Regions from separate parts of the Sus scrofa genome. Here all the other regions are linked to region 1. The links are chromatin contacts, called in public HiChIP or PLAC-seq maps. All regions are on one chromosome and are shown on one strand. Each heading gives the region's core, a stretch centred on a gene start, on an enhancer-like site or on the middle of the called end of the contact. The rest is flanking DNA. Distances are from core to core; before and after follow the strand shown.

Region 1 (2,738 bases), core at 140-2,639:
GGGGCACCATCATCCACTCAGCGGTCCCTGTCAGACCCTGCCAGTCCTTCCTGAATTTCTTCTCCTTGTCCCCTGCAACCAGTCATTGTCAGGAACTGTGGGTTTGATCCTATCTACATTTGTGCTCTTATTTGTCCCTCACCTGGGCCACTTTCATTTTCTGAACAGAGTGGCACATACCGTTTTCCAATATTAAGAGCCTTAAGATTTTAAAGGTCTCAGGTGGTGCTATTGTGGGGCTGAAAGAAGGCCATGTAAGCATGATTTCTGGTCCTGGACTCCTGCTTCTACGAAAACAGCTCTGCTTTTATTTGTTTCATTTCTTTAAGATCCCACTTAAGGTTTGACTTGAAAGAAGGTTTCTGCTATATAATAAAATAAGCAGTAAAAGCATTCTTTTGTGGGCTTTCCAGCTTCTAGGCTTTTCTCCTCTATGCCATGCTCAAAATATACAAAAGAGATTTTTCTAAAGTGAAAATATAATCATGCCATATCCAAGTTTAAAATGTTTTCTTAAATCCCCACTGCTTACAGAGTAGATGTCAGCTCCTGTACTTAGGCTTTTATGATGATCCTTGCCTGTCCCTTCACCTTTCTCTAATACTCTCCCCTTCCCTCCCCCGGTCAGATAATTTCAATTCCCCCAAAACACTAAAGCATTTGCTCTCACAATTTCCTCTCTTGGGAATTCTTCCCAGCTGCCATCTGCCTAGCGAATGCCAGCTTCTCTTTTAAGGCTTGGTTCAAGAATCACCTCCCCTTTGCAGCTTTCCTGATTGCTTAAGTAGAAATGACTATTTCTATCTTTTGTTCTCATTTTCCATAGCTTTTATACAAGTTACTGTAACATGCAGTGTGCTGAATAACCATAACTTGTCTCTCGCCACAATTCTACCATGAGCAAGAAACATAACTATCTTGGTTATGTCTGTATGTCTATTGACCAACAAAGGGTTTGGCCTGCAGGAGTTGCGCAGTAACTGTTGACTGAAAGATGGCTTAGTTAGGTCACAAGGAGTGATGCTGAATCCCTCATGGGAGGCCAGAGTGACAATTTTCTGTATTTTTTCCGTGTTGGAAGTAGAATATGTAATAAGCAGCAGATAGTCTGATGGCTTCATATTAGTTTATAAATGCATTTATTTCTATGGACCTAATGCAATCTAATCAGCCTTTGTTTAGTCTTTCTGGATTTGATTTTTTGGATAACATCTATTAGTACCAAAAATTGGTGATAAAATATTATTTGTACTGAACTTTTAGCTACAAACTGTTTTACTTTCATTGTCTTGTTTGATACTTACAATAATCCCATGGATTAGGTAGGGCAATTATTAATCTCATTTACAGATGTGTGAAACTAGATGCTTAGATATCTCCTGACTTGCCCATGTGACTGGCTGTTACAGTCACACAGCTATTAGTTAATAGAGCCAGATATTTAAGTCTTCATTTCCAGGCCAGTTGATTATTCATATCTATTTGAGGGTCCCACTGCCACTAAAGGAACACTCTCTTATTTTCTTGAACATGATAAAACTAGGTCATTAGGGCCAGATAAAAATTCTTGTTGACATACCTATCTGATTGCCAGTCATCTGGAAAATGGGATTTTTCCATCATCTTATTTACTTGCCTCCCCATTTCTTCCTCCAAAGCCTCTCCAGTTCAAGGTGCCAAGGACTGCAATGGTTACTGCAATTTGTTGACAAATAACAAAGATGCTCCTTGTCTCGCTGTCAGTTTTACATCCTCTGGGTTTGCCAAATGGGCCCAACATGCCAGGCAGGGCTTCTTTGTGGTCTGTGACTCACTGTGCTCTCTCCTCTGCCGCTCCCTGAGTGCAGGCGATTACAGTGTGCCCATTGCACAACTTCAGAATATCTCTGAGTGAATCAGCAGATGATGAAAAAAAAAAATCCCATAGACTGAAGATTCATCCACTGCTACGTGAATCAAAAGGCATACCACCAAAGGAGAGTTACTTTAATCTGCAAATTGCTTCTGTCATTATCCAGAGATTTAATGGAGGAGTTCACTACTGGAGGGAAATGTCTTCTCTTAGGTAGTTCTATCGACAAAGTCTTGGAATGTCCTTTGGAAGAAGAGATGTGAGTAGGAGAAAAGGTCCTTCTCACTTGTTCAGAAGTAGCTCAGTTCATGTCCTGTGAATGAGAGGTGTTGTTTTCTTGGTTAGCTCAACGCTTACCCTATATGCTCACAGTTTAGGTCCTCCCTCCTCAGTAGGGCTTCGGAGTGTCACTTTTTTTGGAGAGGGAGATCACTTGATGAGAATAGCAAAAGGATTATTTGAGAACTGAAATTCTAGTATGGAATGAAGCAATTCAGCTTCTAGATGAGTAATGTATTTGTAATAAATCAAAAATTATACATGGGTAGGACTAAAGTTTATTTCAGTTGCCAATGTAATTGCTATTTTGTCTTCAAAAGTTCTCTGGTAAAACTCTTAGGCTGTAGAGGTAAAGGGAGTTAATATTTGGATCTGGTGAATATCCTCTCCATCATCATCCATTTCATGAATTCACTCATTGGCCATTGGATATGGTCCTGCCCCATGCCATGTTCTGTGCTATATTCCTGGGGGCCCATGGTGATGATAAGGTACAGTCCATGTTCTCAAGAAGCTCTAGTGTAGTGAAAAGACAGATCTAGGTATAGATAATTGCAATACACTGGCGAGGTACAGAATTTGATATCCACAAGGTGCTTTGAGAGTA
Region 2 (2,738 bases), core at 138-2,637, 770 kb after region 1:
ATTAGGGGCTGGGGTGCATGGTGTCTTCAACTCTAGAATCCTTACCATGACCTACACTTTCCTAGAAGCAGATTCCCAAGCTGCTTACTTGTTAGAGGACCCTGTGTTATTTATTGCTCTGTAACAAACCAACACAAAACCAGCAGCTTAAAACAAACACATGCATTTATTTCTATGACAGTTTGCTTGGGTCCCAGCATGACTCAGCTCTGCTTAGCATCTTCCAAGGCTTCACTCAAAGTGCTGACTGGGTTATGTTCTCATCTGGAGGTTCGACTAGAGAAGGTTTTGCTTCCAAGCCCATTCAGATGGTTGACAGAATTCATTTCCTTGGCAGTGTGTGACTGAGGACCCTAGCCTTTGTTGGCTGGAGGCCAACACAGATCCCAGAATCTGCCCCCAGATCCCTGGCACGTGGCCCTCTCCACAGGCAGTTCACAATATGGTAGTTTGTTTCCTCGGGGCTAGCAGAAGAATCTCTGCCTCTAGTTCACTAAGACGGATGTTTATATATACCACCTAATCATGGGAGTGACATCCCATCACCACTGACATATGATGAAGAGACTTGCTATTTGTATTTCCGTCACCATCATCATTTGTAATTAATGTTATTATTTATCATACCTATCATAAATTTAGTATTCTGAAATATAGTACTAAGATCCCATCTAACATTTGCATAAAAACCATCCACTATTATGGCGTAAAATTCAAGTTCCCAAGCCTGCTGTCCGTGCCCCTGTATCTTCCTGGCTTCACCTTTGTCCACTCCTGACTCTTCCCCCGTTGTGCCCAACTCTTCATCTCCTCCCAGCACATGCAGCCCTTCTGCCTCACCCGCCCTTTGCTTTCCTCTTGGTCAAGTTCACGTGCACGCTTTGCAAACCCATTGGAAAGATGATCTTGGCTCTTTCAGGGCCCTCAGTCTCTCTCCTCTCCGGGCTCCAGAGCTCTGTGTATGTGCCTCTTTATGCTGCTGGTCACACGATACCATATAATGACATCAGGCAGTGAGTTCCAGTTCATCCTTGAATTCGAGAACGGGGCACACATCAGTTCTCAATAAATCATGCCGAGTGAACACATCTTCAGTATGATTAACATGAACTTTTCCTTTCATGGCCCCTTAAGATGTGCAAAATATAGTGAGCGGAGACAGACAAGTCTGGATTGAAGATATTGGGCAAAAGACTGAGAGAACCAGCTGGGTGACCCTTGCCACCTTGCAGGCCGGCCCCGGGGGGGGGCAGTTCGGAACTGAGTGTCCTCTTTGTAGAGACTAACAGGCTCCAGAACGAAGCCACAGCTCCTCCAAAGAGCCCTGGGCTCAGCACTTCCCGTATTCACGGCTGCTATTCTCAGTGCTCCTCTTCCCCAGAGCCTGCTTCCATATTTTCAGGTCTTTGAATGTTGCAGCCAAACCACTGCTGTGCTTCTGAAAGCAGAACCAAAACACCCCATCGGCCACTGCTCCTCGCTGACTTCCTGCTCCCGGGGCTCCATCCCAGCCTCCGCCTCCTCATCTGCTCCTGCGCCCTTGCCCTGGGAGCATATCCACTCTCGGCACCCACCCCACCTCTGCCCTGCTCCTCCAGCCTCCTGCTGCCTTCAGCCTGGCTCCCCAGGACCTCTGCCCCTGCCCAGAAGCCCTGCTCCCCCCGCACTCCCCTCCCCTCCTTGTGGAACCACTTCCCCATTCGAATACTTTACGTCCTTCCTCCCTTTCTTCTGGGGAAGCCTCGTCCAAAAGCCAGTTGTGACTTCTGTGGGTTAAAGGCCAGGATGAAAAAAAAACAGAAGGAGCTACCTACCATTTCTGTCACCAGAGCTCCTTAGCCAGGAAGGGGCCACAGAGGTAACATGACTTGACCAAGCAAAGAGGCCACAAGAGATGGTTGTGCCAGCCAGGTCCCTGGGCGGGGGGGTGACTAGGAAAAACCAAAGGCCCACCCATGGGCTCAAGGGTGGGTTTCAGTTTCTCCTAAAACTTAAGGAATATGAGACGTGCCCATATGAGCAATGAAGCCTCTCAATTTTGAATCTAATTGAAATCTAAAAGCCAGACTGAGGAAGGAACATTGGCCAGGCTTGTGACCCAGGACGAGCCAGGTGGAACCTTACAAGGCCAAGTTTCTTCTACAAGCCAGACGGACAAGGCCCTCCACTTGAGCTGACTGCGGGACTCAAATGCGATAATATTTAAAGTGACGAGCACAGCCTATTATGCGAAGTCTCGCCAAACAAAGCCAATTACCTTCTCCTTTAAAATCGCTGTCCCTCCCTGGTGCGGAGGCCCTGGGGGGGTTGTCGGCACCAGAGAGCAGCCAGGGCTGGAATGTGGTTAGTACCTTCAGGGCACTGCCGTCAGAGGCCGCAGCAGGCCTGCTGCCATCCAGCTGGGGTGGTGGTAAGTGGCCCTGAGCCAGCGTCCTCAGCCACTTCAGGAGTTGCCAAGAAGGGGTGACTTTGATGTGAAGCCAAAGGAGAATGTGTGGCAATTATCTAAATTATTCAAGGCCCCCAAACAACTCAAAGAGCTACAGGTCACTTGTAGATTTAAAACTCCCTGCCTGTTGCTCCACACCACGCCAGCTAGAGTTTTGATTCCCGGTCACGTCCTGCCGTCTCACACCTCAGTGCCTTTGCACGTCATGTCCTGCCGTCTCACACCTCAGTGCCTTTGCACGTGCTTGAGTCTCTGCCTAGAATTCTTTTCCCTCCTCCCTGTAGCTGCC
Region 3 (2,738 bases), core at 130-2,629, 520 kb after region 1:
TTGTGTATATATCATATATTGCTGTTTTCTTGCTACAATGGCAGAGTCGAGTGATTGCAACAGAGAGCATACAACTCTCAAAACCTAAGCTATTCACTATCTGGCTCTTTACAGAAAAAGTTAACCAACCCCTAGACTGTGGCACCCAGCCAGTTTGAGTCAACCAAACCGTTACCACAAGAATGTTAACTAGAACTGGGGAGGCCGGAGATCCTGAAATGAGAGAGTTCATTCCATCTTCTCTCACAAAGACCTTATCTTTTGCTTCAAAAACCTGGAACCCATATCACCTTTTCTTTTTCCACATTTGGTTTTTGTCCTCATTTTTCACCCCTCCAGGGTATTTCTTTGATATGTTTTTCTTTCATTCCAGTAATGGAATATGATTTATCCACTAAATATTATTTTTGAAGTGTGTTTTATATCGTAGTAAATAATACTAATACCACCAAGTGCAAAAGCAAAATATATACATTTACGTACAGCCTAATTTTGCCTAATATTTTCAAAAAGCGAAGTTTGAGGACAAAAAAGGAAAAACTGTACTACAATATCAGGAGTGATTGCTTCTAGATAGCTGAGCTTGGGTGATTTTCACTCTTTTCTTTATACTTGGATATATTTACAATAGTAAAAAAAAAAAAAAAATTCCTTCACATCTGCCAACTGTTCTCTGATTTAAGCAGTTCTGATTTCAGTGCCTCTGTTATGACATAGACACTATCTCTAATAGGCCCTCCCACATTGCTACATATTAGACTCACTCGTAAATCCTACCTATGATTCATCTGCATCGTACTTGTGAAACTGCATTAGATGAAAGTGACTGTGTATGTGGAGAATATCGTTAGCTCTATTTTTTATAATTTGTAAGAAAAAATCAGGTCATCCCCAACATCTAATTTGTGATGTTAATTCTACTCCTCAAGTCTATTTTTTTTTCAATTGCTTTCTTTAATTAGATTTTTTCTTATCCAGACTTCCAGCTTCTGCCAGAGGCTAAAAGGGAAAGTGGCATATACAGTGTAGGTAAAGTGGGAAGACAGTGAGGCATGGTGCCTTCAGAGGTGGGTTCCGACTCACCTTTGCTGCCTCCAACATATGATCTTGGGAGAGACACTCCAGCTCCCAGAGCCTTAGTTTTCTCATCTGCAAAATGGTAGTACTAACAACTCACTGGGTTACTGAGAGAATTAAAGAGAGCAGTTTTCATGAAAGCTCTTATGTCAGTCTAGTACCCAATAGGTGCTTGATAAATTGTGTTTTATGAAAAAAAAGAAATGCTTTTAAAAGCAGGGCAAGTACTTGGTGTGGAAGGAAATGCAAGGTGCTACCAGTGAAAGAGCCCCAGGAGGAAATAATACTTCCTGTCTCTCTGACTCAGCCAGAGCAGGAAGAACCTTCACTCACATGATCTATCAGTCACATTGTGTAGTCTATTTGAAAGAGACCTGAAAGATGAGTCAGGGGATCCGAGCCCAGATTCGCCTCTACTTTGCCATGCAGTTGTAAATGGGTCCTTTTTTGATCAATTGTAACATGAAGGCTTTAGCAAGAAGTTCTGTGAGATTTTAAGTTTCTCATACAAAGAGGCTGTGGACTCAAAAAGATTGCAAAAACTTGTCATGTTGATCAAATGAGCCAATCAAGTTTTGGTTTTTTTTAAATGTCCCCTCTAGAATGGAGACATGCAACATGGGTACAGCACTTTACAGTTTACCGCATGCTTTCATAGCCATGCTCCTCAGAAGAGAGCTGGGAGGTGATAGGAAAGGCAAATATTATGATCTCATGTAACAGAGAAGCAAAACAGGCCCATGGTCACATAGCTAACAAATGATTGAACCTGGATATGAACCCAGGTCTGCCTAATACCAACTTTTGCAAACTTTCTGCTCGACTAAGAATACACTTCAATGTTCTGGTTTACTGACCTGGAAGACCTTAAATTTCCAGTGAATCCTTTATTAGATTACTCACATATTTTTTTGTTTGATTTTAGATCTTCCTTGTTCTGCTCTAGGATTTACCAGCATGGGAAATTCATTTGCACAGGGTCATCTGTACAATGTCCACAGTCTAGATTTTATTGAAGGGGGCGTATCTATTGAGAGATGCTCCCACTGCGTGCAGCTAGTAATGTCAGAAGCAGGGAGGGTAGGCTCAGCAACAGCTCTTTATTCCCTGGCCTAGAAGGGAAGAGTCACTTCAAACAGAACTCCCACTGCGTCTGCATGTGGGCGAGGTGACTGCTCTGAAGTAGGAAGTAGCCTGGACTAGAGGCTGAGTGCTGGGTGATTGGAGCAAGCCACCTACCTCCTAGGAGCCCCAGTGTCCTCAAGCACATCTGTAATGTAAAATGTACATCGATCTTATCCTTGTCTTGAACCCATTGGCTCGGGTAGGATGCTTTTCCTCTAAGGAGTCTTCTGTGATTCCTCCAAATAGGCTCATAGATTTTCCTTTCCCCCCTGACATCACAGTCTTTGTCTACTGCATTATCTACTTATTACGTGTATTATTCTTATATGTACACTTACGTACTTTTCCCACCACACAGTGAGCTTCTTGAAGGCAGGGACTGTGATTTTGTTATTTCTCCCTATTTTTTCCCTATCTGAGCTATGCAAGTTCCCTAGGCATTCAGACTTCGTAGTATTGTATCCTGACAGCAATTTCACAGTGGCCTCAAAGACCTTACAGGACCTCCCCTTATCCCTTGTCTCTGAGTCTCAGGC

What was found. HiChIP or PLAC-seq counts read pairs in DNA pulled down with a chosen protein or histone mark.
Region 2: a contact with region 1 is called in an H3K27ac HiChIP or PLAC-seq map of alveolar macrophages. The contact joins two enhancer-like sites. A contact is called at or near these places in 1 of 47 Hi-C or Micro-C datasets (embryonic fibroblasts) and 1 of 2 datasets of contacts at active chromatin or transcription factors (alveolar macrophages).
Region 3: an H3K27ac HiChIP or PLAC-seq map of alveolar macrophages shows a contact between it and region 1. The contact joins two enhancer-like sites. A contact is called at or near these places in 1 of 47 Hi-C or Micro-C datasets (embryonic fibroblasts) and 2 of 2 datasets of contacts at active chromatin or transcription factors (alveolar macrophages and skeletal muscle).

Annotation. Positions count from the first base shown.
Region 1 is chr1:249,605,577-249,608,314 of Sscrofa11.1, reverse strand. No RefSeq gene overlaps it. Among named protein-coding and RNA genes, the nearest start is that of TRNAE-UUC, 70 kb to the right of the region's middle. Within about 2 kb of position 1,389, at least 7 of the 83 cell types and tissues checked have an H3K27ac peak or open chromatin away from gene starts, as enhancers often do. A contact at or near this core is called in alveolar macrophages and embryonic fibroblasts, where this site is marked.
Region 2 is chr1:248,840,065-248,842,802 of Sscrofa11.1, reverse strand. No RefSeq gene overlaps it. Among named protein-coding and RNA genes, the nearest start is that of KLF4, 230 kb to the right of the region's middle. Within about 2 kb of position 1,387, at least 15 of the 83 cell types and tissues checked have an H3K27ac peak or open chromatin away from gene starts, as enhancers often do. A contact at or near this core is called in alveolar macrophages, where this site is marked.
Region 3 is chr1:249,088,997-249,091,734 of Sscrofa11.1, reverse strand. No RefSeq gene overlaps it. Among named protein-coding and RNA genes, the nearest start is that of TRNAE-UUC, 450 kb to the left of the region's middle. Within about 2 kb of position 1,379, at least 8 of the 83 cell types and tissues checked have an H3K27ac peak or open chromatin away from gene starts, as enhancers often do. A contact at or near this core is called in alveolar macrophages and embryonic fibroblasts, where this site is marked.